Regions from separate parts of the Mus musculus genome. Here regions 2, 3, 4, 5, 6 and 7 are each linked to region 1. The links are chromatin contacts, called in public HiChIP or PLAC-seq and promoter capture Hi-C maps. All regions are on one chromosome and are shown on one strand. Each heading gives the region's core, a stretch centred on a gene start, on an enhancer-like site or on the middle of the called end of the contact. The rest is flanking DNA. Distances are from core to core; before and after follow the strand shown.

Region 1 (3,089 bases), core at 473-2,972:
ACGCAGTGCGCATGCGGGAGCGCGCCTACCCCTCCCCCACAACCCCCCATTAATCCCCAAGAGAACAAACACCCCACGCGGCCCCCCCCCACCCGCCCTCCGCGGAAGGATCTGGGCCTCTTCCCAGGCCACTGGTGGCCAATCCCAGTCCTCCCTCGGGAGGGGCCCCTTCCGAAGCCACAATCTGTTGGGGGAGTCAGGAATGTCAGGTCCGGGAGGGGCCAGCCCTAAAAGATGAAAGTCGCGACTTGCCCTGCCCCGCCCCAAAGGCTTCCCGGGTAGTGTGCAGAGACTTGACCCGCCTCTCCAGGTCAACATGTCACAACACGACCTCAGCCTGTCAAGTCACATGACCTCTGCCTGTCACTGACAACCTGGTCTGTCTTTAGGCCAGGAGAGACCATCTGGTCCAACCCACCCCCCACCTCTACTAACAGAAGGGGAAATGAAGGTCTGGAGCGAAGGAGCAGTCTGGCCAAGGACCTGTCACCGTCGCACCATCCAATAGCAACCGGTCTTGGTTCAGTTTCTACTTAAACTCTGGCTTGCCCCTCTTGAGTCTACGACAGACTATGTAATAGGCCACCACATGGCCTCTGTTTTCATGGCACAAAAAAAAAAAAATACGTTTTGCAAGATGTTTTTACTTTTACTCAAGTTTTCTCCACAGAGCTGCTTTTTACCTTTATCGTTGTTTAATTTACAAATGAGTAAGGTAGAATCCTTGGACAAATTAAACTAGAATCTGTGTTTCCTCTGATGACCCAGTCCAGGGCAATCATGCGTTCAAGTGCATGCACGTCCCAGGCTCTACTGTAGGTCGTGAACTCAGACAGCTAGAGGCAGGAGGCCAGCTCCTCAGCAGGGAGTCACAGGACTCGCTATCTCGGAGAAGGAAGAGGGTGGATACTGGGCTTAGTGAAGGGCGTAAGAGCATCACACAAAGCAGGGGTGGGATGAGGAGGAGGCAGCAATCTACACTCTGTAAAGAACTTCAATCCTAGCACGTAATGGACGATTCAGAAACAAGCGTTAAAGGTGCCTCTCTGAGAGAAGCGGGTGGACTATCAAGGAACTCAGTCTTTGGGACGCATTAGAAGGCTAAAAGAGGAGGAGAGCTCTTAAAAGATTCGAGGAGATGTCAATCCAGGTGAACAAATTGGAAACTTTAAAGAGGTTCCAGAGCCCCGGTGCCCATTAGCTGGGAGGGGCCAGGGAAAATGGGAGCCTTTCATGGAGGAGTAAGTTAAAGGTGATGGGAGGTGGGCAGACAAGTTCAGGAAGGACAGCCGTTGGGGCCGTTGGACACTGGGAGCTGGCGCTCCGCCCTCTTTCCTCTCTCCCCCATAGCCCCCCTCCCGCACCTCCCACCACCATCGACGTCCCCTGCGCGTGCGCGCGCGGACACCGGTTGCCAAACATTGCATCATCCCCGCCCCCCCATCCCCTCCCTCGCCGCGCTCTCCTCCGCGCGCGCGCATGACTCACTCACCTCCTCCGCGAAGCCGCGTGACCCAAAGCCACTTCCGGGTCCGAGACAACGTAGACTCTCAAGCCAGAGGGCGCGATGGGGGTGGGGCCGTGAGACTCCTGAGTGGCGGATGTAAGGGATGAGGCGGAGCCAGTGCCAGCGTGCCGCTTTCTGATTGGTAGGCTCCTGGACCCTGCCCCCCCCCCAGGAGGGGCCGGACAGCATAAAGGATACTCGCTCTCCGCTCTTGAGGTCAGTTATCTTGAGCCTAACACGTCGATTATATCATGTTGAAGATGAGCGGGTGGCAGCGACAGAGCCAGAATAACAGCCGGAACCTGAGGAGAGAGGCGAGTACTGGCTCCGTCTAACCCTTACCTTCCCATCCTGGCCAGCATAGCTATTTTATAAAGTTGGAGACAACTGTTCTGGAGGATGTAGCCCCACCCCTTCCACTGTAAGCTTGTAGACTGGGAAGGGTGAAGGCCGGGAATCCCTGATTCAGGAATGGTGCTTACAGGCCCTCTCTTGCATTGGGCGATTGCATTCCCGTTCCCTTGTCTCGAGTTGGTCCCCACTCTGCAGAGGGACTCCGGTTGCCTTCGGGAACTTGTCTCTGTAGTGCGAACTGCGGGCCAGCTTAGGCCTGGGCAGTTCGCAGGAAAGGCGGGGCAGCAGGACACACCCCCAAAGTCGGGGACTCTGGCTGTCTCAGCCTTTTCTTCACCAGCCTCATTCCCCCCAACTCTTTCAAGCTGAAGCGCCTCAGTCAAGGGGCCAACATGGCCACGTTAGTAGCTGACTCTCAAGTTCAAGAGAACGCGAAGACTGACAGATCTTTGCGAGTGGGGGTGCTGGTGGGAGGAGCATAGATGGGTTTTTCCCTTTTCCCCAGAGGTTTCTAGGTTTCCATACAAGAGAGCAGCCTGGATCTCTTTAACTATGGGAAATTATTTGGGATCTCTCCAGGGTCTTCTGCTTCTCCCAGGGCTGATTGATCTCTGCTTCTTTCCTCAGTCCCGTCTCCTAACTAAACTGTGTAACCATTGCGTCAGGCCAGCCCACTGTTTGTCTCTGCACCCTCAGGCCTGGGGCTCCTCTGCTGATGAAAGCCAGGTCCCACACACTGGAAGACCAAGGGAGTTTTCCCTAGAGGACAACCCTGCAGAGAAACACTCAGGGCAATATTGCATCTGCAGTCCCCAGAGACAGCCAGCTCCGCTCTGCCTTTAGGCTCAGTGGGCTTAATTCTCTATAAGGGAACTTGGGGGAGGGGCTTTTTCCCCATTCATTCCTAACAAATGCCTAATAAGCACCCACTATGTACCAAGTATCTGGGGACCCAGGGTATATTAGGAGCAAAAGATAAAACTGTTCTCAATAAAACTTACATTTCAGTATAAAGCAAAAGGGAAAAAAAAAACAAAAGCAGGGCAGAATAGTTCAGGGCGGTGACTAGAGGTTGTCATCAGAAGCCAAGCCTGTGAGCCAAGCCCCGGTGTTAGAGCTTTATAGAAGGGAGAGGCTGAGCAACAGAGTTAAGATAAGCATGCCATGCCGGTATCTTTAGGAACAGGACTAGAGTAAGCAGGAGAGGGTGATGAAAGGAAACTCAAGC
Region 2 (3,039 bases), core at 60-2,559, 1.3 Mb after region 1:
TCTCTGAAACTCAGAAATCCGCCTGCCTCTGCTCCCCAAGTGCTGGGATTAAAGGCGTGAGCCACCACTGCCAAGTCTAAGACAGTTTTTATCAAGTGAATTTTAATTTTTAAAATGTTAAAGAGCCGGGCATGGTTACACACACCTTTAATCCCAGCACTCTGGAACGCTGAGGTGGGCGGATCTCTCAGGCCAGCCTGGTCTAAGGGAGTACCAGGACAGCCAAAGCTACACAGAAAGCCCCAAAAATAAGGGGGTAAGGGAGGGAAAGAACTGGAAAGAGAAAACAGTAAAGTTATCTGTCCAAGTGGCAGACAACTGTTAGGAGAGTAAAGATCATTTAAGAAATGCTTATAATCCTAAAATCCGTGTCTCTCTCCACTTCTTTTCAGTATTATAGACAGGCTTGCCCAGCTGTCTAAGCAGAACCTCAAAACACTGTAGAGGCTCTAGGAACAAATATTAAAGGCCGCCTTCAAAAACCGGAGCAGTGGTCATACAGGAAAGCCAGGTTGTTTTAGAAGCTCCAGAAGTGTCTTCCAACGGCCCCTCGAGCTAGGTCAAGGGGCGAAGGGGGTCCCCACTAAGAAGACCTGAAGTAAAGACTTTAGCAAAGCACGTGGTGGGGAAGCACGGTAGGAGAGGAAGTGGGGAGCCATCGATCCGCACACAGGGACCTGGCAACACGTGCCGGCTCAGCTCCCGCGGGTCAAGAGCCGCGACTGGCAGAGGGGCGCTTCCGTCGCCAACAGCTGGCCGCTTCCTTTTCGAGGTGGCCTCACTGCTGCCAGTCGGGAGCATAGATCCGGACAGACCGAAGGGTATGGGCAGAAGACGACGCGCCTTGCCTCCTTACCAACCGCCCAGGGTCGGAGCATGCCTGGGCCCCTCTCTGTACTCCTCGCGGTCGCCGGCCCGCACCTCCACTCTCCAGCCCAGGCATGGCTGCTCAGTCCCCAGGGCGACACCAGATCTCCCCACCACGTCGCCCCCGGCAGTCGGCACGCGCCCCTCGGTGGCTCACTCGGCAAGACCCAGACGCCACAGCCCTCCGGAGAGAGCCCCAAACCTCTCCCTCTCAGCCTCGACTCCAAGACCCCCGAGGCCGCACTCACGGTTGGCGATGTCGCCCCCCATCTTATACTTGGTCACGACCAGGTCCTCGGCGATAGTTTGCTCCTGCTGCTCGTCTTCGCCCGACATCTTCCTACTGCTACTACTGCAGCTTCACTTTCCCTGAGCTGCGGCCTCCGTCTCCCTTCCCAGCCACAGGCTGTAGCTAGAGTCTCTTCGATCCGCGAGGAAAGCGCGAGCAAGCAAGGGAGCGGGAGGGCGGGCAGAGAGAGCGAGAAGCTGCGAGCGCGCGGGCTGAGGCGCAGGGCACACTGGGACAATGAGTCCTGCTGTCGGCCAGTTCCCAGCCGCCCTCGCGGGCTCTAGAACTACAATTCCCAGCCTGCTCCTCGCGCCCGTCCGCCAGGCCCTGGGAGGACTTGCCTTCCCAAGTCTGCGCACGCCGGAATCGCCGGGCACGCTGGGAAGAGTCTGGCCCCGGCGGGAAGGCGGAGCCGTTGGGGAGCTTGAGGGAAAGCGTGGTCTCTCCGGGAAAAACCTCTCATTCACGCCGACCCTGAGCTCGTAACAGCGAGGGGCGGGCCAAGCGGGGAGGGGTGGAGCTACAGGGAGAAAAGGGTTGAGAGGCCGCTGGGCAGGGTGGAACAGGGTGGAGCCTGGAGCCATAGGACTAGGGTCAGTGGGTGTGTGTGTACGTTTTGGGCGGTTGTCCCGTGCGCGTAGCCTTGGATTCCCCTGTCGGCCGGCGCGACCGGCCTGGCTGGTCAAATCCTCCAGTGCTGGGATAACCTCTGGGAGGGGCTGAGCGGAGGTGGAAGTCCTAGGGTGCTGGAAGCGAGCACTAACTGGACAGTCTGGGTGATTATACATGTACCATGGCCTGCTAATAGAAAAAGGCCAGACTTCCTACTAGACTAGAATAAAATAGCACTATTGTTCCAGCCGTGGTTTTTGATGGGGGCCATCTAAGGGAAACGTTTATGAGGGATTTGGTCACTCTTAAGAGTTCTGAATCGCCGGGATGAGGTGGCGCACGCAAAGGCAGGCAGATTTCTGAGTTGGAGGCCAGCCTGGTCTACAGAGTGAGTTCCAGGACAGCCAGGGCTATATGGAGAAACCCTGTCTCGAACAAAAAAAAAAAAGTTCTGCATCATTTCAAGTTTTCAGTACCCAACCTGTGTAGGAAAAAATAAAAACAACCCAAGGCTTGCTTGAGCTTTTTCATTTTCTCCCAACAATCAGGGGGTTAGGGTTTTGTTCCTAATTGTTTACACTTTTGTTCCTTTGTAGGGATCCCCAGTAAAAAACCCTTTAGTAGAAAGGACTAGAAATGCAAAGCCGGGCACTGGTGGTGCACGCCTTTAATCCCAGCATTTGAGAGGCAGAAGTAGTCGGATTTCTGAGTTCGAGGCCAGCCCGGTCTACAGAGTGAGTTCCAGGACAGCCAGGGCTACACAGAGAAACCCTGTCTCGAAAAAACAAACAAAAGAAAAAGACTAGAATGCAAACAGGGTCTGGAGAAATAACCTGGTTGGTATAACCTGGTATCCTTGCAGAGGGAAGGGAGTTCCCAGAACATTACAGTCACCTGTAACTCTTAGCACTGTGTAGTTGGCCTCTGTGGGCATTGCACTCACGTGCACATAACACCATTCCCAAACTCCCACTCTCTCACATACCCATAATTAAAATCTTAGAACAAATCAAGATTGGTTACATTACTTGTGACAGAATGTCAGAAGCAGAGAAAGCCACCCATTGTTAAGAAGCAAAGAAAAGGGATGGTCATGTGTACTTTCCACTTGACAGGAATCCACAAAAACAAACAAAAAAACTCTGACATTTTTATTTAGACACGTATAAAAACAAAACAAAAAAACTTTAATGGTACAAGAAGACATTCCCCCCAGTTCCCATCCAGGAAGACTTGAGGTTTGAAGATGGATCCTCTTTCTATCCCACCAG
Region 3 (3,154 bases), core at 432-2,931, 1.5 Mb after region 1:
CTTAATGCTAGCTACACTCTAGGTTCCACTCCCCAGCATCCCTCCCTCCACCATACCCAAATGCAGGAGGAAGCAAAGGCATAGGTGAGGGATTATCACACACACAAAGTGAGGGATTAGAAGTATACATGTAGCCGGGCCGTGGTGGTGTACACCTTTAATCCCAGTACTTGGGAGGCAGAGACAGGCAGATTTCTGAGTTCGAGGCCAGTCTGGTCTACAAAGTGAGTTCCAGGACAGCCAGGGCTATACAGAGAAACCCTGTTTCGAAAAAAAAAAAAAAAAGAAAAGAAAAGAAAGAAGTATACACGTGTAAAAACATGTAGTGCATGCAAATAGCATTAAAGTCATTTTGAGACTTGAATTGAAAGGAGAGAGGTTAAAGCTGGGAGAATTGCAAGGAGGACAATGTGTGAGCTTTTGAAAACTTAGTTGAGGTTCTTATTAGCCTGTTTTGTTTCTTTTTTTTTTTTTTTTTTTTCCTTTTGGTTTTTTTTTTTTTTTTTTTTTTTGGTTTTTCGAGACAGGGTTTCTCTGTGTAGTCCTGGCTGTCCTGGAACTCACTCTGTAGACCAGACTGGCCTCGAACTCAGAAATCCTCCTCCCTCTGCCTCCACTGGGATTAAAGGCGTGCGCCACCACTGCTCGGTTGTTTTGTTTTAAAGTAGAACATATTGTCTACTACTGAAGTACTAATATTTCCCCACTTCTCAATTTGAGAGGCACTGTTGGACGTTAGTGTAAGCCAAAGTTGGGCAATAGAAGAGGGTGAAAGAGTTAAGGAAAAAGCTTTGTAGGAGGAGGGCAGACACCTGAGGAGAGGAGCTTGAGCCAGCACCTTCCTGACAGAAGAGGAAACAAGTTTAACAGGATTTAGCCCCAGAGGAACTAAATTGCTGATGGAGGAGGGGAGGGACCGGACCGGGCTTTGGCGCTCCTTCCAAGAACAAGGCACAACCTAACAAAGGGAGTGGCCTCACTGTCCCGGTAGATTTAAGGGTGGAACTGCTCGCGGTAGCCAAAGCTAATCCGAAGTGTGGGGCGCGGCTAATTAGAATACTGACTGGGTCCGCCCCAAAAGCCTTCACCCCGTGCCCTCTGACCCGAGAGGATCCAGTACTGAGCAGCAGGCCAAGAAGTTACCTCGCCGGCCGCTGAATCCCCAGGGCTGCCCGCCCCAGTTCAGTCATGGAAACCGCCAGCACCCCCGAGGCCACGGGGACAGGTGACCGACTCGCAGTGCGCCGATCTTTGCGCACCCCTTCGTAGGTCTCTGATCAGTTAACCTGGGCGGCCGAGAGTGGTCGGCGTGCCGAGTAGACCTGCCCACTTTTAAGTGTTAGCCCGGGTTTTCGTGTATCCCTGGGGCTTCTTTGCCCATGCCAACACGCGCCCTAGGGTTTGGTGCAGGCGAGGGGCCTTGCATATTCCTTTCCTCTTTTACCAGCTTTCCTGCTGGGTCCCGGTGGGCCTTGAGCCTGCGAGGACTGTCTGGGATAAGGCTTATGCCCAAACTTCTCTCCGAGCCCTAGGGATTGTTTTATATACATCAGGAGGTCAACAGTGGCGTCGGTGGTAGTCTAAGAGCCCATGACTGTGAGCGTCTTACACTCGCCTTTTCCGCCTCCCGCGTCAGAGAAATGGTGCAGTCTCTCTTTAAGATTAAAATGGTGGCTTGCTAGGATGAGGACTCCACTTCCGGCGGGGAGGGGGGCGGGACCCCAGCCCGCTCACGCCGGAAGTGGTTCGGGTTCTCAAGATGGCGACTCCCTATGTAACTGACGAGACCGGCGGTGAGTGCGGGGATCGCGGAGCCGCCTCTCCCGGGATTCTTGGGTTAGGGGTTCGGACTTGGAAAAGGGTTTGTGCCACGCCCATCCCGGGGCTCCTCCTTTGCCACGCCCCCGTACCGCCTTCCCCATTCATTCCTTTTGGGTTGTTACCTGCGCCCCCTTCTGGTCTCGTGTTTTTTGGGGGGGGTCTCTGCTTCCGGTCTCCCAAACCCTGGGGTCCTCCAATGTCCCCTGCTCCGGGACCCTTAGGCGCTTCAGCTCTTTCTAGCTGTTGGAGTCCCGTACCTTTGCAAGGTTCTCCAGCATTATGGGCTCCTGTGCTCAGTTCCCTCCAATTCCAACCCCCTTTCTCCCTCCCCCATTTCTTACTGTTGTACCTGCTCTCTACCCTTCCCTGTTTTCATTCTTTCTCTCCGGGCTGTGTCTGCTGATGATCTCATTGCTACATAGTGCTTTCTTCTTCACTCTTTGCCCCATCTTCATTGGGTGGGGGTGGGGGTGGGTGTCACTGAAATCCAGACGTGTGAAGGGAAGAGGAATTTAACTTTCAACTTGACTTTTCTCCTTGGTGGAGTTTTCCATTTAAAGTGGGAGAAAACAAACAGGAAAGTATCTACTGGCCTTTCTCTCAACGTCTTTGATAATTGATAGAACCCCATGATTTCTTAAAGGTTGAGTAGCACTTCAGTCGAGCTGTCTGAAATGTTGGAAGTCAGCTGTTTGTGTGTGAAGCTGAGAATCGGTTTTATGTTTTTGTCTTGTTTGTAGTTGCCTTGTCTTTAGGATAATGTGCAATATTGACTTCGAGATGATCAAATAGATATTTGGAAGACGTAGTGCAAGTACCCGGTGACTGTTTTTGTAGCCTTCATCTTGGTCTTCATATGTGACTAGGGTTTTGTAGAAGTGATCCTGTGATTGTGCGGTAATGCACGGTGTGTTTTAAAATGTGCCATTTATGCTTCTTGGTTTGCTTTAAATGTTCCTTATTAAAATTAAAAGCATGAGCCACTGTGCCCAACCTTTAAAAAGCAACTTTCATCTTTAACACTCCAATCCCCAGATGTGATCTCACTATGTGGCCCTGGCTGGCCTAGAGCTCACTGTGTAGACCAGGCTGGCCTTGAACTCATAGAGATCCACTTACCTCTGCTTCCCAAGTTGTGGGATTAAAGGCGTCTAATACCATGACAGGCAGTTTGCAGCTTTTAATGTGTACCTTCTTATTCTTTTTATATTCCATCTGGCCCCTGCCCTGCTATAGAGATAGTTTCTGTTCTTTGTGGCTCTGTAGAAGAGGAAAATAAGCTGTTCTTTTGCCTCTCTGCTTTTCAAATGCAATTTTAGCAAAACGGCAGTGT
Region 4 (3,057 bases), core at 75-2,574, 1.4 Mb after region 1:
GCTGCTGTCATCCCTAGGATAAAGGCAAGAGGGAAAACACACTCAAGTCTACTTTCATGGCACTAAAATCTAAGAAGGAATCTCTGTCAAAGGCCAGAGGGTCTTTGTGAGGCTCCAGAGACTTAGACTTCTAGCCTGAGGCTGACGGGGACAAAGTCAGATTTGGGAAACTCATTCGTTTCCCCTCTCAGCCTCGGAAACCCCAGTGAGGGAATTTCAAATGCCTGGGACTTCCAAGAAATCTCAGACTGTCAAAGCCAAGAATTAAGGCTGCTCTCAGGTATCAGAGACATTTTCTTGGTCAAAGCCATCGTAGATTGGCTGAACCTTCTGGGAGCAAAGCTAAATCGTGAGGTCCACAGCAAAGCAACTAGGAGGTGGAGAAAGGGCAGAAAGGCGGGGAAGGGATGGGGAGCAGTCCCACTAAGCTGAGCGGTCTCACACACCGAAAGAGACCGGCCCTCTCCTGGATCCCTTGAGTGGTTGCCTCTGGGGAATAGCCTGGAGCTCTGCAAGCCGCTGCACTTCTCTGAAAGGGATATCTTTCTCCAGCTTTCTCTTCTTGACCATGGGCTCCAGGTGGCAGGATGCTAGCCTGCTATCAGGGACCAGTCAGTGCACGAGCAAAGAAAGACTGCCACCCCCGGCTCTTCTCTATTGTGGGCAGGAGGCTGAGGCCCCTCACATGTCGGTTCCAGGCTGAAGCATCTGCCGTCAAAGCTCTTCTTCCCATCTCAGGTCTTTCTACTCTCCATTCCCACCCAGGCCTGTTTCGGTATTCCACCCCTGGCTGCTCTACCTCTGTCCCCAAGGCCTAATCAAGATGTCACCACAAGCTCCCACTGTCCAAGTCACGGTCTTCGCTTAGCAACACCAAGCACCCTTTCCCATCCTCCCCAAGTGTAAGGAGGAACGCCCCCTCCCCCCCCCCGCTATACACACAGCCCCCGTCCTCTCCCTCTCCTCAGGCTTGGGAGTTGTTACTGAATTGGTTCCCTAGCCCCATCACCCCCCTACCCCCCCTCCGCTAGCCGCCTTCTGCCTGAACTTACATTATCCTTCCCTTGCCGGTGAGACCCTGGGGTGCGAACGCGGCCGCCGCCTTGGAAACGGCGAGGGAGTGCGGGTGGTGTGTGCATGTCTGCGTCTCGGTGGCAGGCAGGGGTGAGCCCAGCCACTCACCTTCCAGGAAGCGTGGATTCCTGGAAGTGAGGGGAACCGCCGTCATTTCGCAGGCAGTGGCAGCCGCACGGTGAGCAGGGGCCCACGGCTGCAGCCGGCAGAACCGCTCAGCCCAGGGTGTATGTGCTGAGAGCCTCGTGTGTATGTGTGTGTGTGTGTGTGTGTGTGTGTGTGTGTGTGTGTGTGAGAGAGAGAGAGAGAGAGAGAGAGAGGGAGAGAGAGGGAGAGAGAGGGAGAGAGAGGGAGAGAGAGGGAGAGAGAGACAGGAGAGAGAGAGAGAGAGAGAGAGAGAGAGAGAGAGAGAGAGAGAGAGAGAGGGAGGGAGGGAGGCGTGGATGCGCTTGGGGAGGGGGCAGGAGAAAACGTACCAGTGTGTGTGTGTGTGTGTGTGTGTGTGTGTGTGCGCGCGCGCGCGCTAGGCTACAGCATCCCTTTTCCAAGACAGTGGAGAGGTGGGAATGGGGGTGCACAGGGAGTGGGGGTGCAGAGGGAGGGTAGGCAGATGTGTTTGCCCTCCTGCCCAACAGACAAAGAGGAGCTACAAAACAAATGCTTGAGAGGGGGGCAAGTGTATGTGTGTGTGGTGTGTGTGTGTGTGTGTGTGTGTGTGTGAGAGAGAGAGAGAGAGAGAGAGAGAGAGAGAGAGAGAGAGAGGAGAGCCGCAGGCTTGTGGGGAGGAGGAAGGGGGTGTCCCAGGGAAGGCCCAATCCTCTGCCAGCTAGGGAAGCCAAGGCCCCACAGGTCATGGGGCCCGGGACACAGGGGCAGCCTCCAGGATCTAGAAGTGGCAGAAGGCTCCTCCCCTAGCAAACTCAGGCTCCTTTCCATCTGCCTCTCCTTCTGACAATCCCCCTTCCCATCACTGACTAGTGGAGATCTGGGACCCTGAGCTTTTTCTAATCCCTGGTTGGGTCTCCCTGTCTTCCCTCTCTCCCGTGCCTCTGGGGCTCTGGCTTCAGGAGTCCTGGATGAATCCTGTCCTCTATCAGGAGAAGGCTCTTGCTCGCTTTCCTTCCAGAGGAACTGTTCACTGCTGAGCTGACCTACTTTGGAAGACTGCATTTTCTGATTCCAAGAATTTGGGATGGGAGGGGCCATGAAACTTTGGGCTGCCAATCCTTGCACCTCTCTCTCCTCAGGTTCTCTTAAATGTTTCAGGGCACCAGGATAAGCTCTGCTCCATTTGATTTGAGCAACTCAGTTTCTGTTTTCAGTGTCTGTGGTGGGTAGGGTGGAAATCTGTGCTGTAAATTAGTGGACTCTCGTTTCCCCCATTTCTTCCCATGGGAATTATCTGTACTTTTAGAAAGGAAGTTGGGGGGCGTGTGCTTTCAGAATCAGGTTCTATGAGATGGTAACATCCCTTAGTAGAACGAGAGGCCTCCTCTCTTTATCAGGTGGCCAGTGGGGGAGGCGGTGACCTGAGAAAGGGCCAGTAAAAAACCAGACACTGGGGACAACTCTCTGCTTTCGGATCAGCCCAGGAGAGGGATGGAGGTCAAAAATGGGTTCTTACATGCCCTATTATATACCCTCTTGGCCATGTCTGGCCCTGAAGGGGGCATTCTTTAGACCTAATGTCAGTGCTGCCCTGACTTTGTCTTTTTGAAGGTAGCTGCTGACATCTGGAGTTCTCAAAATACACAGGAGTGGTTTGAGTTTCTTATTCGGAGACTGTGCTGGGTCCACTTCGCATCAGGCCAGGCCTGCTTAAGCTTGGTTTCATAGCACAGTGAAGCCTCAGATATTGCCTGCTCGCGTCCAACATACTCCCGAGACACGACTGAGAAGAGCCCACGGCACATCTCCCTAGCCGCCTTCATGGCTTCTCGCTTGCCTTCCTTAGGGCAGGGATTGGATTCTATCCATCTGACA
Region 5 (3,109 bases), core at 609-3,108, 1.4 Mb after region 1:
ACTTGCTGATACATTCAAAGTAGTTCTAGGAGTGGGCCCAGCTCAAAAACAGACAACAGAGACTCACTGGTTACATTTCCCATATCACAGGTAAAAGAATTTTTTCAAGGAACCCACCACCACCACTGCCCTCAATATCCTTTATCTGAGCCAAGCAGTGGTGGCGCAAGCCTTTAATCCCAGCACTTGGGAGGCAGGTGGATTTCTGAGTTCGAGGCTAGCCTGGTCTACAGAGTGAGTTCCCAAACAGCTAAGGCTATACAGAGAAACGGGGGGTGGGGGGGGGGTGGGGGGTGTCCTTTATCTGAGTGTTATCTGATCTCCTTCCACCTGAGCTGCCGGCTCATAGAAGCTCCTCAATTTTGATTCTTCTGTCCATCCTAGGGTTAATGACTAATGAGTAGGAGAAGGTGGAGTGTCTGAAGTCTGAGAAAAAGCCAAAATAAATTACCAGACTGAATTACCTGCCTCTAGTTTTCCCTAAAATTTGTGGGCTGTCACTGAACAGGGTTACCTTGATGAGGGGAAGAGGAATGCCCGTGAGAGCAGAGGCATCCATGAATTTCTTGAGGTCCTGGTGCAGAAATTCAAAAACCAGATAAAGCTTATTTTCTGTGTGGATGACATCCAGCAGCCTGCAAGAGAAGGTCCAGGAAATGGAGTTGAAGGAGAGAAATTCTGAGGCTAAGCAAGCAGAATTCGTCATAGTGATCATCTCTCAGAGCAGACTTACTTGACGATATTAGGGTGATTAAGTTCCTTAAGGAGAGAGATCTCTCGGATGGCAGTACTGGGTACACCTTCAGTCTCACTTGGAGAGGTTGGGAAAACAGAGACAAGAATACGGTTACAAACATCATTCTCTCAGGGATACACAACCCCCAGCCCCCTTAGGAAGGCAGACAGGAGAGGTGCTGTGAGGAGTTAATTTCTGGGTAGTTAGGGTGTGGCTTTTAGACATATTTAAGGCCATTATTTCCTCTTTTTCCAGTGAAAGGTAAGAAGAGCCTCCAGGTGAATGAAAAGCAGAAGAAAGGTAATAGGGGAGTGGGGTGAGAGTAGCTCCCGGCCTCCCCTGAGGGCCAGTGAATCTCAACTGCCATTCTTTTGAAAGAGAGTGAGGGTTCTAAGTATGGTGCTGGAGCAGTGAGGAGAGCTCTCCATTCAGAAAGGAACTTTTCTCTGGTTACCACATAACCCAACTCCACGAACAGCCCTGGACCCCTCCTATCCCGGGCTCCCACCCCACAACTTTCTCTTCCCAAGTCTCTCGGCTAGCAGATTTGGGAGCACACCGGCTGGAGCACTGCAAGAAACTTTCCCCTGGATTCCAGCCCCGGACAGTCTCCTCCGGTAGAGCCTCCACGGTCGGCCAACCCACCGCTCGCTTCACGCGTCCCTCCCTCCCTCCCCGCTACCTTCCGGTCCGGGGACGCTACCCGCCTGTTGGGGTAGGGGGTTGGGAGGGGGACAGCCAAGAGGTCCGGGCAAAGGAGTTCCGGCTCCGGAGGCCACTCACGTGTCGAGCCGGATCTTCTTAAGCGCCACAACTTCTCCCGTCAACTTGTTTTTGGCTTTGTACACCACTCCGTACGTGCCCTCTCCAATCTTCTCCACCTTTTGGAAGTTCTCCATGGAGCGCTAGTGAGGCGGCTCAGGCCCCCGGGAGCGGGGCCCGGGAACCCTGACGAAAGCGGGCCCGACACTCGGAGCGGAGGACCTGGGGGACCCCGGGTGAGCACGGCAGTCCCAGCTCGGGATGGAACGCAAGGAGAGCTCAGCCCTTGACAATTTGTCCAACTTGAAACAATGTTGCCGCCTCCCCCACTGCTCCAGACGGCCATCCGAGACCCCGCCCCTCCTTCCCGCGTTTCCCTGGCCCCGCCCCCCGCCCTTCCGATTGGTTCACGTCACGAGGGCGGACCGGACCATCGCGCTCCCGCCTCAGAGGCCCCGCCCTGGGCGGGCGAGCCGCGGGGCAGCTGCACAACTTTCCCGCAGTTCCTGGTTTAGGCTCCGCAGGCCGGAACTGGTGGTGTTTCTGGTCTACGGATTTCCTTACCTTTCCCTCACAATTTTCACCACCCCTTGGGTGAGATTAAAATTCCACCTGGACAAGAGAGTCTCTTTTAAAAAGCAAAACCTGGGAATCTTTAAAAGAAAAAGAATAATGTATTTTATTTTAAATGGTGTGTGGGTCTGTGTGTCTGCATTTAAGTTTTCACAGAAGCAGCAGGTGCCCTGGAGCTGAGGTTCTAGGCGGTCGTGAGCCTAACTTGGGTGCTGGAGCTGAACTCTGGTCTTCTGCAAGAGCGGCTTGCGCTCTTAACAGCGGTGCTGTTTCTCCAGCACTCTCGCCTGCTTTTTGGAAACATCTCATAATGCAGCCCTTGTTGGCTGGAATGCGTTCAAAAGTCCAGGTTGTCTTCGAACTCACAGAGATCCGTTTGTCTCGGTCTCCATGTGGGGCACAAAATCCGGTCTCTCTCTCTCTCTCTCTCCCACACACACTCCCTCCTTCTCGCCTCCCTCCGCTTTCTTTTTATTTTTCTGAGACAAGGTTTCTCTGTGTAATCTTGGCTGTCCTGGAACTCTAGTCCAGGCTGGAAAATCGGGACTCTTATTGTAAAGGATTCTTTGGCTAGATAATAGAGTCGTTTCTCAGCCTAGCTTAATACTGTCTCACTGTTTCGGGGTTCATTGGCTGCCTGTGTTGTTTTATTGCTGGCAATCTACCCTCCCAGCCCCTTCTGGATGCTTTTGGATAAAGGTGCTGTTTCTGTCTTAAGGATCTCTTGGTTTGACACAATTCTCTTCACTCTGTCTTGCTGAATTGTGACTGTTAAGTATGTGAATTGAGGCTGCCCATCAGTGAACTCTTTCCAGAATAAGTGTGTCAGTGAATGTGACCCAGCGAAACCAGAAACTGTCATTGAGCTGTGTGGGATGAAATCAGTTCTGGCCCTTTCCTTCTTCCCAGGTTTCCCCTCCTCTGGAGGGAGAGGAGGAAGGCCTATGCAAATGACCATCCCTTTCTATATAGGGGCTCGCTCCCACCCCCTGGTACCTTTGGCTGCTGGCAAGAGGACCACTATGGGTGTCCAGAGAA
Region 6 (3,524 bases), core at 436-2,935, 1.5 Mb after region 1:
GACTGTATGTAGGAAGATATACATTGCCTGGGAAGAGGGAAAGGGACAGTATAAGGGGTAGGAAGTAGTCCTTTGGGTCAAGATCCCAAAAGGAAGACATAAATCCCCGAACAGCTGGTGACTTTGTTTTGTTTTGGTTGGGATAGACCTGGGTTGGGTACAGGGTTTGGTTTAGTGCTCACCAAGTTATGGATGACGTTGGTCAGGGTCCAGACAACAGGAATGCTGAAGAAAGGGATGCTGAGGAGAACCACATGCAGCAGTCCTACCAAGATGATGTAGGCCAGCCAGATGCCCCGACTGTTCATCACTCGAGTGTTGGGGTTTACTTCGCTGTGTGCCACCCCCACATTCATCCTACCACAGTGAGGGATCAGGCAGGAGTCCAACTCAGTCTCCTCATTAGCCCTGATTGAGCTTGTTCCCCAGCTGTCTCCTGAAAAGCCAAAATCCCCTGAAGTCTTGGGAATGAAAGAATTTCCCTACCATGCAAAAAAAGGAAAAACTGAACACTTTGTTAAAACTTGAGAAGAGGTGAAGCAGCTGGGTGTGGTGGCTCATGCTTGTAATCCCTGAATTTAGGAGGTTGAGGCATGAGAACTGTTTGACCTTTCTCCAAAACAAACAAAAAGGCAAGAGGGTCTTCGAAATGACTAAGGTGGAAAAGGTATTTGTCACCATGCCTAAAGACCTGAGTTGGATCCCCAGGACCCATGCAGTGGAAGGTGATAACCAACTCCGGAAAGCTGTCTTTTGACTTCCGTACCTTCAGTTGTTAGTGTGTATACTCACACAAGTGGGGTTTTTACTCAGATCTTTACATTTCAACTAAATATAAAGCAGTAAGTTTAGACTGTGAGACCTATTTGAAGGATCGGAGGAATCGGGAGTATTTTAATTTACTTTCTTGAGGAAGTTAGTGAATTATAAAGAGGTCACACATACCCAGAGTTCCACAAGAAAGCTATTCAGTTAATCAAGGGACCAATAAAGAAGGCACTGAGAGTAAAGCTACCTCTAGTTCCCATCCTTTTTTCCTGGGGCTTGTCCATCCTGTCTCTCACCCGCTTGGCATTGTCAGCAGCCAAGCAATTTCATCCCTTCACTGAACGTGGGGCGCTGCAAAAACTTACCCAATTTTTAAATTAGTCTAGGAAGGGGTCTGAGCTCAGTCCCTCAAGAAATGGGAGTCCTTCCCTTCTAGGAGCGGTTTTAGTTTTTAAACTTCTGCAAGCTCTAATGCCTACTTTTGTTTTTTGTTTTGTTTGTTTTAACCCGCTCTTGCCTGTCCCACAATTCCCCAAATCAATTACAGAGTCCGCCCATGCTCCTCCCAGAGTCCCAGTTTCGCATGTCACTTTCTTCACGGGATCTCTCGAATCTAAGGTTGTCGTTTCGCCGCCCTTCCCAATACTCCCACCGATTTCTCTCTGTAACTTTTTAAAGTTTCACGGGGCCCATACCTGCCAGCTTCAGGAGCCCGTCCGGCTTGGGGCACAGCGCTGGCTCTTACACCTGTGGTCTCCAGGAAGTGGCCGACTTTCGCCCTGTCTGCGCTCTCCCTATTGGCGGAACAGAATCCGCGCTGTCCCCAATCATTGGTTGGTTACGCAATGGAGACGTACAATTGGTCGCCTTTTCTCTCGTTAGGCCATGCAAACCCCGCCCTCCCCTGGATCCACCTTTTTAGAGAGCCGTGGAAAGTGGCCAAGAGGCGTGAGAGCGCCGCCGCCGCTGACTAATGGGAAGAGCCGTTGGTGTGAGGTGGGAGCAAGAGAAACAGCGATTGGTTGGATGAGCCTAAGCGCCTGAGGTGGGGGCCAGCGGTGGGGGTCCGGTGGACTGAGGCGCATCAAGATGGCGGCCGAGACGGTGGAGCTCCACAAGCTGAAGGTACCGTTACGCGGGGAAGGCTGAGGTGGGGTTTCCTGGAGCCTAAATTCTACGCGGGGCCCTGCGCGGCCTTATTCCACGTGTTTTCCTGTCAGGCGCCCGCTTACACTTCTTTCCTGGCTCCCGTTGTTGTTTTGTGCCTCCTTTCTTAGGCCTACCTTGAACTTCGTTTCTCCTCAGTAATTTATCGCTATCGTTACCTGGTGTTTACCTGCTGTTACCTGTTCTTCTCATTGTTTTTATTACCTGCCACCCTTCCCTGCTCGGCTGTGAAGCGCCTTCTATCTTTTATACCCCTTTCTCATTTAATCTTCATTACGTCAGTGGTCCTTCCCCCGTGTCCCATGCTGACCCAAAGTTATGGTTTGTTTGTCCGTCCCCCCCGCCCCCCAACGGATTGATGTAGTCACTCCTCTTGTCCCAAAGCTGGAATTCCTCAGTTAACATATAGTGGCATTTTTGCATGTTTTGCTGAATATGTCCCAAACATAACCCAGAAAGTGCTTCCGTTCTCTTTTAACAAGGTGGGGTTAAGACCCCGCACTCGAATTTTTAAAATCAAGGAGAGGAGAGGCCTTAAGATAGGTTTCTCGGTGGAAACCTGGGGTAGAGGCTTCTCCAAAAGGTTGTAAGATGGCAAACACATCAATCCTAAAAGTTTTTCGAGTTTTCTCAGGAGGTTCTCAATGACCTGCCCTCCCTCCCCTGACTATCCTACCTCTAGAGAGAGAACGTGTAGGGTAGATAGCTGTAATATGAGAGGTGTATGAAGTATGTTTGAAAACCTTAGGATTTTGTTTGTCCTTTTAACCTTTGGGAAGGATCCCAGCTCTCTTGATGTCACCCCCAACTCCCTTTTTGGGTCTATTTTTGTTATTTCCGTGTGTCTGTGTGAGTATATGATGGATGCATGCTCTTGGAGGTTAGAAGAGGGTGTTGGATCCCCTGGAGCTGGAGTTACAGGCAGTTTTGAGCAGCCTGATGTGGGTGCTGAGAGTAGAATAATTTGGGTCCTGAAGAGCAGTAAATGCTCTTCACAACTGAGACATCTTTTCAGGATGCCTTGGTGTCACTTCTTGATAACATTCTTGAACCACAGGATCTATTGAGTTGTACATTTTGGTAACCCGAGGTTCTTTTCTTGTATGTAGACTTGCCCTTCAATTATTATTCTGTAAGGACAGTAATTCCTTTTATGAAGAATTAAGAAACTGTGTTGAGGCTGGAGAGATGGCTCAGCGGTTGAGAGCCCTGACTGCTCTTCCAGATGTCCTGAGTTCAATTCCCAGCAACCACGTGGTGGCTCACAACCATCTGTAATGGGATTTGGTGCCCTCTTCTGGTGTGTCTGAAGATAAATACAGTGTACTCATATACATAAAATAAATAAATAAAATTTAAAAAAAGAAACTATGTTGATTATTGTTTGTGTTTCAGAAGAAGCTTTACCGTTAGTTGTTTTGGTCACCTTATTCTGGGAATCTCATACAAATCAAATTTAATACAAACTGAGAACTGTTCTTACTGAGACATGATCTCACTCTGTAGCTCTAGCTGGCATGAAACTCACAGAGATCCTACCTTTATGTCTCCCAGGTGTCAGGATTAGAGACATTAACTGTCATGCCCAG
Region 7 (3,395 bases), core at 755-3,254, 1.6 Mb after region 1:
TTCATTCCCTATTCCAAAGCTCTAGGTCAGTAAGGAGACTCCACATCCGGTGCCCTCACCCACTGGAATGTGTGGGGGCAGAGGAGGCAAAGGGCTGGGTGGGGGGGGGGGCTTCAAGAAAGTGGGCAGGGCACCTGACAAGGGCTGAGACAAACTAGGCCTTTGTTTTATTTTCTGGAGAATAGGAGCTGTGGGGAGCAACACAAAACCCTTTCTAATCAGGATTTGGCTTAGGTGCCCTCTAAGCTTCGAATGTGGGGTGGCGTCTAGCAAGTAAACAGAAAGAAGTCTGGCCAGCGTCACAAATGTAGCAAAGGATGTGCCAGTGTGGGAACACCAGAGAAGAGGAGGAGAGAGCTGTCTGGAGACAAAGGAGACCAGAGCCCCCAACCACAGCCATTCTTCCCCCTAATCTCCCCTCAAGATGAGTAATGGTTGATGACCCTAACCCTGCATGACTCCCTTGGATGAATCAGTCTCTGGATTTGCAACCAAGCCTGTCACTCGCCCTGGGCGGAAGGCATAGTATGTGCCTCCTTTCTTCCCATAGACAATCAGATCACCATCTCTGCACTCTTATGAGTCATGCAGGGCCAGGGAATCTTTCCAAGTCTTTGGATACCACTGGTCTTCTCATTGAGGGTTAAGGTTGGGGGAAGGGTCCCTGGAGACCCAGAAGGAAAGGAAGAGACAGCCTGGTTTTGTCACAGCTCTTGGCTTAGGCTCTTCCTTACTTCTACCAGCTGTGCCATCCTGTTCCTGCCATTTGTTTCGCAGGCTTTCCAGAGAGTAGGAGGTGAGGAAGGAAAGAGGGTACGTGGTGGAAGAGGTTGTCCTTCCCTCCCACCCAAGTGACAGCTGGACATATAAGGGTTAGTCGAGTTGGCCAGATGGCATCAAGTTGTGCCAGGGAAGTTAGTGTGGGGAGGGGAATTCTGTTTTCCCAACCACTGCAGCTGTCGCCCCCATCAGCGTTAGAGAGTGAAAGCTGACTCAAGTCTCCACAAAGTTACATTAGGGGGAGGGGACAGATCAGAGGAGTTACTGGAGCACCGGGTCCTTCTGAAAGCTGGCCCAGATGCTGTGTAACCAGGGTGGATGGAGGAAACCGGAGTTGAGGGAAGAGGTTCATACCCCACGTTGAGGTGATCCACCAACGCTTCGGTCAGGCAGGTCGCTGCAGCGATAGCTTCTCTCCTCCTCTTCTCTGGGGAAGGGGAAAGGGGTTGGAGCAGACTTCGTATTTGAAAGATGGTGCTAATGGGTCCTCACGCACTTATTACTGTTCTAGAAACTGCCAACTAATGCCAGACCTCTTAAAAAGAACCTTCCATACATAAACAAAACAAACCCCTTTATTTTGGAGGCAAAGAAACTGGGGCCCTGAGAAGGGAATGGACACTCCATCAGGTACGCCCAGGACTCTTCCTAGACATCCTTTTTCCACTACTTTGGGCAATGGATTGGCAACTCCAGGATTCCCAGTCTAGGCCTGGGGAAAGTTGTGCCTTAGCTGTGTGGCAGACTGGGCAGTCCCCAATTCCTCCCACTTCCGGGGTGAGAAGCTGGCTGGGCCAATTGGCAACGCGTTTCGCGCTCCAGGGGCGGGACTCAGGCGCCGCCTGGGCGGGATTGAGGGAGGTGGCGCAGGGACCCGAGTGGTGCCAAGGGGACCAGGGCTGGTTGGCAAGGGGACGGAGTTTCCAGAAGTGCCGCCCCCAATTCCCTGCCCGGCACTCGGGTCGCCCGCTAGCCGGCGCCCTCTCCTTGATCTGGGAGGTTACCCGAGGTCCAGGCCTCTGGAAGAAGCTAGGCCGCGGCCGGGAGCTGCCGACCGACCGGACGCTGAGCTCACCCTGCAGCTCCTTGCGTTCGTTCTGCTTGGCTTGGTGTTCTTTGAGCAGGCGGGACAGCATGGTCGAGTCTGGCTGGGTGTGGGCACGGCGGACCCCTCCCTAAGGCTGCAGGAACTGGACTATGCCTTGGCTCACCCGGAAGGCGTCACGTGATCGCAGTATCACGTGACGCAAGAGCCTCCCTCTGCTTTTGGCATCTGGTGGTTGGTATTGAGGAGCTAAAGGAGCGAAGTGGAGGGTTGGTTGCTTGGTGGGTGAGCTGTTCGCTAATGAGGCTCAGTTTCTGGAGTCAGGAACACTTTTCGCATTTAGTCATGCTGAAGAGTCAGTTTTCACATGCTCTGGCTGTCGGGTTTTGAGAGGATTGGTGTCCTGATGCTGTCCACTACACTTCTGTTACTAGGGTAGCAGAAGCTCTCTGAACTCATTGAAATTCTTCTCCTTCCCTCACCTTACCTCCTGGCAATGCCGGCCGATTCTCAGTGGATTCCCAGCTTCCTCTCCCTAGAAGAGAATGCTTTCTCTTATTTCCCAGCCCTCTTGTCTTCTCACCTCTCCACCGAGGTTCTCTCAGCTCTGGGTGATCACTGTAGAGCAGCATTTTAGGCACCTCAAGCAGCCTTCTAGGGAGCTTTGCTAATGTTGCGGGCAGTGAGTGGTGAATGCGCAGATCTATCTCTGTCCTTTTGTGGTCAGGGAATGCGAACCCATTTTAGTCGTGGCAGAAGCGTAAGTGCTACTGCCAAAGTGAAAGGTAAATTATACAGTGCTTCTCCGACTAAGGAGGAATGCTTCCAGGACTAATTCCAACTAGAAAAATTATAAACACCATCAATTTATTGCTGTTGTTTCTCTCTCTCTCTCTCTCTCTCTCTCTCTCTCTCTGTCCCCTAGGCTCCTTGTGCTTTTCATGGTGGCCAGGAATCCACCAGCGCTACAAGTAACCGGAGCTAAGGGGTGCATTACAAGTGTGCAGACATACCATGTGTCCCACAACTTTGATTCTAGCAGGCCTGAGGCAGAAGCAGGAGGATGTCTGTGTATTTGAGGCCATCCTGGTCTACAGAACAAACTTTGGGGCAGCTAGCAATATGTAGAGAGACCTTGTCTCAAAGCAGAAACACACAGACCACAAAAAAACGAATGTGGAGACATGCTGGCCAAACTTTGGTCAATTTTCTTACCCATTCTGAGCTTTAGTTTGATTGTTAATAAACTAAGGTGATTAGACTAATGTTTAGCTCTGGCTAAAGAGTAGAACCGCATTGAAGAGTTTGTAAATAATACTGTCATGTATGGTATACTGATGCAAACCTGTCAGGGGGCTGAGGTGGAAGAATGGGGAGTTCTAGATTAGCTTGGGCTACATAGCAAGACCCTGTCTCCTACTCCCAATTAAAAAGAAACTTGATCCCAAATTTATTTATTAAATAGACTTTCTGAAGGATTGATCTATGTATGTATGTATGTATGTATGTATGTATGTATGTAGCTAGCTAGCTATCTAGCTATCTATCATCTCTGTATCAGGTGATTCCA

What was found. Promoter capture Hi-C pulls out the DNA fragments that hold promoters and counts their contacts. HiChIP or PLAC-seq counts read pairs in DNA pulled down with a chosen protein or histone mark. Capture Hi-C pulls out chosen DNA fragments and counts their contacts.
Region 2: a promoter capture Hi-C map of pre-B cells shows a contact between it and region 1, with 2.9 times the contacts expected there. The contact joins the promoter of Pa2g4 here to the promoter of Ddit3 in region 1. A contact is called at or near these places in 11 of 39 promoter capture datasets (the 3T3-L1 cell line, the C10 cell line, cranial neural crest and 7 more), 6 of 115 datasets of contacts at active chromatin or transcription factors (astrocytes, embryonic stem cells, epiblast stem cells and 2 more) and 2 of 9 other capture datasets (liver and macrophages).
Region 3: a promoter capture Hi-C map of pre-B cells shows a contact between it and region 1, with 4 times the contacts expected there. The contact joins the promoter of Pym1 here to the promoter of Ddit3 in region 1. A contact is called at or near these places in 3 of 39 promoter capture datasets (the C10 cell line, neutrophils and pre-B cells), 1 of 484 Hi-C or Micro-C datasets (B cells), 5 of 115 datasets of contacts at active chromatin or transcription factors (CD4 single positive thymocytes, bone marrow-derived macrophages, embryonic stem cells and 2 more) and 3 of 9 other capture datasets (adipose tissue, liver and macrophages).
Region 4: a contact with region 1 is called in an H3K27ac HiChIP or PLAC-seq map of extraembryonic endoderm stem cells, with 4 times the contacts expected there. The contact joins the promoter of Ikzf4 here to the promoter of Ddit3 in region 1. A contact is called at or near these places in 1 of 39 promoter capture datasets (liver) and 3 of 115 datasets of contacts at active chromatin or transcription factors (double positive thymocytes, extraembryonic endoderm stem cells and stem cell-derived neural progenitor cells).
Region 5: a promoter capture Hi-C map of pre-B cells shows a contact between it and region 1, with 5 times the contacts expected there. The contact joins the promoter of Cdk2 here to the promoter of Ddit3 in region 1. A contact is called at or near these places in 9 of 39 promoter capture datasets (the 3T3-L1 cell line, 3T3-L1-derived adipocytes, the C10 cell line and 5 more), 2 of 484 Hi-C or Micro-C datasets (B cells and embryonic stem cells), 4 of 115 datasets of contacts at active chromatin or transcription factors (fetal liver, large pre-B cells, memory CD8 T cells and 1 more) and 3 of 9 other capture datasets (adipose tissue, liver and macrophages).
Region 6: a promoter capture Hi-C map of adipose tissue shows a contact between it and region 1, with 2.8 times the contacts expected there. The contact joins the promoter of Sarnp here to the promoter of Ddit3 in region 1. A contact is called at or near these places in 4 of 39 promoter capture datasets (erythroid cells, liver, neutrophils and 1 more), 1 of 115 datasets of contacts at active chromatin or transcription factors (astrocytes) and 1 of 9 other capture datasets (adipose tissue).
Region 7: a promoter capture Hi-C map of neutrophils shows a contact between it and region 1, with 4 times the contacts expected there. The contact joins the promoter of Bloc1s1 here to the promoter of Ddit3 in region 1. A contact is called at or near these places in 2 of 39 promoter capture datasets (neutrophils and pre-B cells).

The regions. Positions count from the first base shown.
Region 1 is chr10:127,289,071-127,292,159 of GRCm38.p6, forward strand. It overlaps Ddit3 (DNA-damage inducible transcript 3), which reads left to right and starts at 1,723. Exons shown (of 4, transcript NM_007837.4): 1 at 1,723-1,821. It also overlaps a transcript of Mbd6 not described here.
Region 2 is chr10:128,564,625-128,567,663 of GRCm38.p6, forward strand. It overlaps Pa2g4 (proliferation-associated 2G4), which reads right to left and starts at 1,310. Exons shown (of 12, transcript NM_011119.3): 1 at 1,116-1,310. The coding sequence starts at 1,203. Erbb3 (erb-b2 receptor tyrosine kinase 3) reads right to left here. Exons shown (of 28, transcript NM_010153.2): 28 at 2,899-3,039.
Region 3 is chr10:128,746,774-128,749,927 of GRCm38.p6, forward strand. It overlaps Pym1 (PYM homolog 1, exon junction complex associated factor), which reads left to right and starts at 1,682. Exons shown (of 3, transcript NM_001170869.2): 1 at 1,682-1,793. The coding sequence starts at 1,760.
Region 4 is chr10:128,644,669-128,647,725 of GRCm38.p6, forward strand. Ikzf4 (IKAROS family zinc finger 4) reads right to left here and starts at 1,325. Exons shown (of 8, transcript NM_011772.3): 1 at 1,053-1,325. The coding sequence starts at 1,139. Gm26876 (predicted gene, 26876) reads left to right here and starts at 1,216. Exons shown (of 2, transcript NR_152728.1): 1 at 1,216-1,252; 2 at 2,794-3,057.
Region 5 is chr10:128,703,193-128,706,301 of GRCm38.p6, forward strand. It overlaps Cdk2 (cyclin-dependent kinase 2), which reads right to left and starts at 1,859. Exons shown (of 8, transcript NM_183417.3): 1 at 1,520-1,859; 2 at 734-811; 3 at 515-635. The coding sequence starts at 1,635. It overlaps Pmel (premelanosome protein), which reads left to right and starts at 3,066. Exons shown (of 11, transcript NM_021882.4): 1 at 3,066-3,109. The coding sequence starts at 3,094.
Region 6 is chr10:128,820,079-128,823,602 of GRCm38.p6, forward strand. Sarnp (SAP domain containing ribonucleoprotein) reads left to right here and starts at 1,686. Exons shown (of 11, transcript NM_025364.3): 1 at 1,686-1,893. The coding sequence starts at 1,858. Ormdl2 (ORM1-like 2 (S. cerevisiae)) reads right to left here and starts at 1,551. Exons shown (of 4, transcript NM_024180.6): 1 at 1,464-1,551; 2 at 183-436; 3 at 1-27. The coding sequence starts at 356.
Region 7 is chr10:128,921,520-128,924,914 of GRCm38.p6, forward strand. Bloc1s1 (biogenesis of lysosomal organelles complex-1, subunit 1) reads right to left here and starts at 2,005. Exons shown (of 4, transcript NM_015740.3): 1 at 1,856-2,005; 2 at 1,135-1,207. The coding sequence starts at 1,916.